2 separate regions of the Mus musculus genome follow, and region 1 is linked to region 2. A link is a contact called in public HiChIP or PLAC-seq data. All regions are on one chromosome and are shown on one strand. The core of a region is the stretch at or near the end of the contact, and the rest is flanking DNA. Distances in the headings are between cores, read along the strand shown. Region 1 holds the start of Six5 (sine oculis-related homeobox 5). Region 2 overlaps Nova2 (NOVA alternative splicing regulator 2).

Region 1 (2,909 bases), core at 307-2,806, 150 kb after region 2:
CCTGTTCGCCGCTGCTCTGGCTGCTGCCGCCACACTGGGCTGCACTGGGTTGGTGGCCTATACCGGCGGTCTCACCCCAGTCTGGTGTTTCCCGGGAGCCACCTTCGCCCCCTGAACCCTAAGACTCCAAGCCATCTTTCATTTAGGCCTCCTAGGAAGGTCGAGCGACCAGGGAGCGACCCAAAGCGTCTCTGTGCCCATCGCGCCCCCCCCCCCCCCCCACCGCTCCGCTCCACACTTCTGTGAGCCTGGGTCCCCACCCAGCTCCGCTCCTGTGATCCAGGCCTGCCACCTGGCGGCCGGGGAGGGAGGAACAGGGCTCGTGCCCAGCACCCCTGGTTCCTGCAGAGCTGGTAGCCACCGCTGCTGCAGCAGCTGGGCATTCGCCGACCTTGCTTTACTCAGCCCCGACGTGGATGGGCAAACTGCTCAGCTCATCCGATTTCACTTTTTCACTCTCCCAGCCATCAGTTACAAGCCATAAGCATGAGCCCCCTATTTCCAGGGACATCCCATTCCCATAGTGATGGATCAGCAAGACCTCTGCCAGCACACACGGAGTCTTTGGCTTCGGACAGCCTCACTCCTGGGGGTTGCTGCAACTCCTTCCCCGTGTACACGTCTGCACTCTAACAACGGAGCCACAGCTGCACTCCCCCCTCCCCCAAAGCAGTGTGGGTATTTATTGATCTTGTTATCTGACTCACTGACAGACTCCGGGACCCACGTTTTAGATGCATTGAGACTCGACATTCCTCGGTATTTATTGTCTGTCCCCACCTACGACCTCCACTCCCGACCCTTGCGAATAAAATACTTCTGGTCTGCCCTAAATCCCGCGCAATATCTCTGTTGTGGAAAGGAAACCGCCCCGCAGGCCAATGGAGAGTCCAATAGAGACAACCAATGGCTTGAGTGGGAGCTAGAGGGGAGGCAAAGCGCACGAATCAGGTTGAAGGGTGGGGCTTAGGCATCCAGCCAGTAGGAGAGAAGCAACAAGCCACCAGAGACACCACCGCCCCCCACCCTCCCCCCCAGCTGTGACCCAGCTGTGCCACTCAAGTTTGGAAAAAAGTAGGGGGTTGGGCCAGCAGCGGGCACACCATCTTCCCACTGCGCCTGCGCAAGCCACGCGCATCCGCTTTTTGGACCGACACTCCAGAAAAGTTGCTGCAAACTTTCTAGCGCGATTCCCCGCCCCTCCTCCCAGCTAGATCCACCGCCTACCCGCGGGGCCGGGAATTCCGAGGGGCGGAGCACGGCGCGGAGATGGGAAGGGAGGGGGCCCTTCAAGGGACCCGGGAGATGGGAGCGGCTTCGCGCCCTTAACCCTCCGGACGGCCCATTACCTTCTCCGTTGCTCTGATAGGGAAACTGAGGCCCTGAGTCAGAGGCACACAAGGGGGGAAGGCCAAAAGCGCGGCCAGAGACGGAGGGAAAACAAAGAATCCTGACAGCCCGGGAGGGGGGCGGACACACAGGGACAAGGACAGACCCGAGTGCAGAGCTGGGTCTAGTCTTTGGGAGGGGGCCAGAAGACTGCAAGGGGACCGGGGGGGGGGGCGGCGAGGAGGACTGGGCGGAGGAGGGGGCTGGGGAAGCCCGCGGGAGGCGGCAAAGGAGGGAGGAACTTTCCAAAGTTGCCAAACATGGCTACCTCGCCTGCGGAGCCGAGCGCGGGGCCCGCGGCTCGGGGGGAGGCGGCGGCGGCGACCGAGGAGCAGGAGGAGGAAGCGCGCCAGCTTCTGCAGACTCTGCAGGCAGCCGAGGGGGAGGCGGCGGCGGCCGGGGCGGGAGATGCGGCGGCGGCGGCGGACTCTGGGTCCCCGAGTGGCCCGGGGTCTCCCCGGGAGACCGTGACCGAGGTGCCCACTGGCCTTCGCTTCTCGCCCGAACAGGTGGCATGCGTGTGCGAGGCGCTGCTGCAGGCGGGCCACGCCGGCCGCTTGAGCCGCTTCCTGGGCGCGCTGCCCCCGGCCGAGCGCCTACGTGGCAGCGATCCGGTGCTGCGCGCGCGGGCCCTAGTGGCCTTCCAGCGGGGTGAATACGCCGAGCTCTACCAACTTCTCGAGAGCCGCCCTTTCCCCGCCGCCCACCACGCCTTCCTGCAGGACCTCTACCTGCGCGCGCGCTACCACGAGGCCGAGCGGGCCCGTGGCCGTGCGCTGGGCGCTGTGGACAAATACCGGCTGCGCAAGAAGTTCCCTCTGCCCAAGACCATCTGGGATGGCGAGGAGACCGTCTATTGCTTCAAGGAGCGCTCGCGAGCGGCGCTCAAGGCCTGCTACCGCGGCAACCGCTATCCCACGCCTGACGAGAAGCGCCGCCTGGCCACGCTCACCGGCCTCTCGCTTACACAGGTCAGCAACTGGTTCAAGAACCGGCGACAGCGCGACCGCACTGGGACCGGCGGTGGAGCGCCTTGCAAAAGGTGAGGGGGGAACCGACCCTCCTTCCTCGGTGGCCGCTGGAGTCTGCGCAAGTGACCCTTCACATCCCTCTTCGGTGGCGTCGGCGAGTGCATAGGCTGAGCGTGGAGAGACCAGGCACACCCTGGGTTCTCTGGGCATCACTGCCTCAGGGGCAGAGGTTGTTCCAGCTACTTCTAAGCTGGGAACGCAGTGCCAGGAATGGGGGGGGGGGCGGGGGCGGGACGGGCAGTGAGAAAAGTGAGGTATCCCTGGAGGAGCGGTAGTAAGGAAGGGAAAGGGGCCTTTGTCTAAGGCACCCAGGGTAGGGACCCGCTTTTGGGGCCTCTGCAACCTGGCCCCTCGGTAACCATTACTTACACCCACCCCCACGCCCCCTCCAGCCCAAACAGCGTGGTCTGTCGCTTGTCTTTGTTGTGAAACGTGAACCTTCTCCGGCTCCGGTTTCCCTGTAACCCAAGCCCTTCCCCTCCCACCTCA
Region 2 (3,354 bases), core at 237-2,736:
AGCTGCACCAAAGTGCAAACTCTTAAGCATCTACCTAATGACTTTATTCATATTCTTTCTTAACTTTCAAAGCAAAGTCTCAAAGCTGGAGAGGTGGCTGAGTGACCAAGAGCACTGGCTGTTTGTCCAGAAGAACCAGGTTCAGTTCCCAGCCCCCCACATGGTAACTTACAACCATCTCTCAGCTCCAGTCCCATGGGATCCAACAGCCCCTTCTGGCCTCCATCCAGGCAAACACTCACACGCTTACAGTGAAAATAAACAAATCTTCAAAAGCAAAGCTTCAGGGCTGGGGAGGTGGCTGAGCAGTTAAAACCACTTGCTGCTCTTTCAGAGGACTTGAGTTCGATTCCCAGCACCCACATCAGATAACTCATAGACACACACCTGCAACTCCAGTTCCAGGGCATATGCACTCTCTTCTGGTACACACACACACACATACACACACACTCTCTCTCTCTTCTGGTACACACACTCACACACACACGCACGCACACAGGCACTCAAAAACAAGTCTAAGCCAAGCACATTTAAAAAGATAAAATAAAATAAAAAGTAAAAGCAAAGGCTTTGCTGTGCATGCCCCCCCATGGTTGTTCATTCACGTGTGCGCACGTACACACGTGAACTCATACACCCACACATGCATAGGGCTAATAACTCAGTCTCAAATTTAACACTGAATGAACTGAGATTTAGAAGGCAGAACCCACACTAGGTATGGTGGTGTATATGTGTCATCAAAATATTTGGTAAGCTGGGGCAGGGGGGTAGCAGGTTCAAGACCAATCTAGGCTACCTAGCAAGACATTGCTTCAAAGCAAAAACAAAATGGCAGAAACTTGCAAATATGGGTACCTGAGTTCGAATCCTAGACCCCATGGCAGCCGGGTGTGGTAGGGTATGTAATCCTAACACTGCTGTGACTACATGGGGAGGCAGGTAGAGGAGAATCTCCAAGTGTTTGTGGGAGACTTACGTCTGTCCTACTGTGTACTGGGGAAAAAGACACCCTACCTCAAATGAAGTGAAAGACAAAGACCAACAGGTGAGGTTGTCCCCTGAACCACACATACACACACACACACACACACACTGTCTCTGATGATTCTGTACCATGGGTGATCTGGGACAAGACCAGAGTTCTCCGTGTCCTTAGCTGGACATCAAGGCAGCTGAGCCATGGCCTATCTCCTGTGTCAGCGAACAAACTGAAACCAAGTCCTCAGAACAGTGCCCAGCGTTGAGCGTTATGTAACCCCCGGCTGTTATTACAGGTCACTTCTTAAGGATTTAACAGGGTCCCCTTACCAAGCTCTTCTGGACCCCAGGGAAAGAACTACATGGGGGTGGGTATGCACAGGCTTCCTGAGTTAGAAGGAAGCCCTACAGAAATGGCGACCCTGGCCACTTCTCCCATGCTATCCTCTGGGTTGCCCTTCTCCCCCACCACCATCCCCACCCTCATTCCTAGCCTGATCCACACCCTTTCCTATTTACACCCAGACAGAGGCAGCCTACAGCTGACTCACCCTTGGCCCAGACCGAGCTATTGTTCTTGGGTGGAGTGGGACATAAAAGTGAGGACCATGTTGCCGAGGGCAAGGGCAGGAGCTGTCAGCATCACGGTTGGCCAACAGACAGGGACACCCCAGACCCATGACAGTGTCGTCAAAGGGCCAGACTGAGAGATAACAAGGGCAGGCCAGGGTTGTACACCTGGCACACCGCTCTGAAGTGCTCCACAGACAAAGACACTCAGCACTAAGTGTCCCAGACACACAGGCACAGGACCTGGCACACATTCAAAACCTTTTACAGACCCAGGGAGCTGACCATACAAGCTGAGTCCCTCCCGGGGACAGAGGTGCTCACACATCACGTTAAAGAGGCCCAGGTACACCAAGGCTCTCATATTCACACACAGGTCAGGTGCAATTGAGGGTTCTTTGTCTCTAAAGTGTATACGCTTGGAAATGTGCACATGCCATCTGAGCAGCCTCATACAGACATTTATGTCTGTCTGTGTCCTCATCAAGCCAGTAAAAGGATGGTGACTGAGTCCTCTGTGTGTGTACATGTGTGTGTGTGCGTGTGTGTGTGTTTATACACGCTAATATTTTTACACCACATGCTGATCACCCAGGCAGCCTGGGAACACTTAGAGGGGTGCGCTGTCCTTATGTCTTGCTCCCACAGATGCAAACCCACACTGCCAGTGGACAGGGTTCAGTCACTGCACAGCCTCTGTTGCTTACATGCTAATAATGTCTTCCCACTTCAAGCCTTGTTACTCCAGTCGTTGTATTATATTACCTGTTTTGGTGTGTGTGTTGCTGGGGGTTGAATCCAGGAACTAATACAAACTAAGCAAGTACCTGACTGAGTTATACCCATAACCCCTATTGGGAGATTCTGGGCAAGTGTTGGTTTTAGGAGTCTACTTCTAAGTCACGCTCCCAGCCCCTCACTGGGTATTCTAGACAGGTGCTCTACCACTGAGCCACGCCCCCAGCCCCTCACTGGGTATTCTAGACAGGTGCCCTACCACTGAGCCACGCCCCCAGCCCCTCACTGGGTATTTTAGACAAGTGCTCTACCACTGAGCCACACCCCTAGACTTACCCTCGCTGGGGGATTCTAGGCAGGGGCTAAACCATAATCCAGGACACAGTGTGTTTCTATTGCAATCTCTTCTGGACTTTCTCTTAGACACACACCCAGAATGGTCATCTCTCCAACCCTGCCCAAGTACACAGAGATACTCTCACAGCTCCCTGAAGGCAGCCTCACAGGTACACACACAGATTGAAATGTCACCCATCATCTTTTCCCTCTGGTGCATATATTTCAGCATCACCCAGCTACTCTTATCCCCTTCCCCAATACACACATACAGAGAATGCCAGGTCAGACCTGCCGCCAGTACCTGGAAGAGCTCCAGAAAGGGCAGCTGGCAACCCCACCCTCCATTTCTAGTCTCTTGGCCCCTATTTTTTAAGAGTTGCCTTTGACCTAGCCTGCTCTTTCCCTAGCCACACCCCTGCCCTCCCCCACACCCAGCCCTCCATCTGGTGGCTCTAGGCTTGCACTCTGGCCTCTCTTCTGCCTCCCCCATCCCCCCACCTTTCCCCCATCCTCTCCAAAAGCCCAGAGGCCAGGCGCTGTAGGCTTTCAGTGGTTGCCATAGCAACCTAGCCTCATCCCTCATCCCCCTGGGGGTGGGCTGAGGACCCGGCCAGCCAGACCGATAAGGGGGTTCCAGTTACTGTGGCAACCGTTTCGGGCCTAAGCTCTCTGCTTCTGGAAGGGGGGTGAGCAGCGAGTGAATGGTTACCACAGCAACCAGGG

The links. HiChIP or PLAC-seq counts read pairs in DNA pulled down with a chosen protein or histone mark.
Region 1: a contact with region 2 is called in an HNF4G HiChIP or PLAC-seq map of pancreatic cancer cells. The contact joins the promoter of Six5 here to the enhancer-like site in region 2. A contact is called at or near these places in 5 of 39 promoter capture datasets (embryonic stem cells, liver and pre-B cells), 2 of 115 datasets of contacts at active chromatin or transcription factors (embryonic stem cells and pancreatic cancer cells) and 1 of 9 other capture datasets (adipose tissue).

What each region holds. Positions count from the first base shown.
Region 1 is chr7:19,092,988-19,095,896 of GRCm38.p6, forward strand. It overlaps Six5 (sine oculis-related homeobox 5), which reads left to right and starts at 1,557. Exons shown (of 3, transcript NM_011383.1): 1 at 1,557-2,431. The coding sequence starts at 1,650. It overlaps Dmpk (dystrophia myotonica-protein kinase), which reads left to right. Exons shown (of 15, transcript NM_001379257.1): 15 at 1-834. The coding sequence ends at 122.
Region 2 is chr7:18,946,800-18,950,153 of GRCm38.p6, forward strand. All of the region lies in intron 2 of Nova2 (NOVA alternative splicing regulator 2), which reads left to right. Among named protein-coding and RNA genes, the nearest start is that of Gm38952, 9.1 kb to the right of the region's middle. Within about 2 kb of position 1,487, at least 39 of the 459 cell types and tissues checked have an H3K27ac peak or open chromatin away from gene starts, as enhancers often do. A contact at or near this core is called in adipose tissue, embryonic stem cells and pancreatic cancer cells, where this site is marked.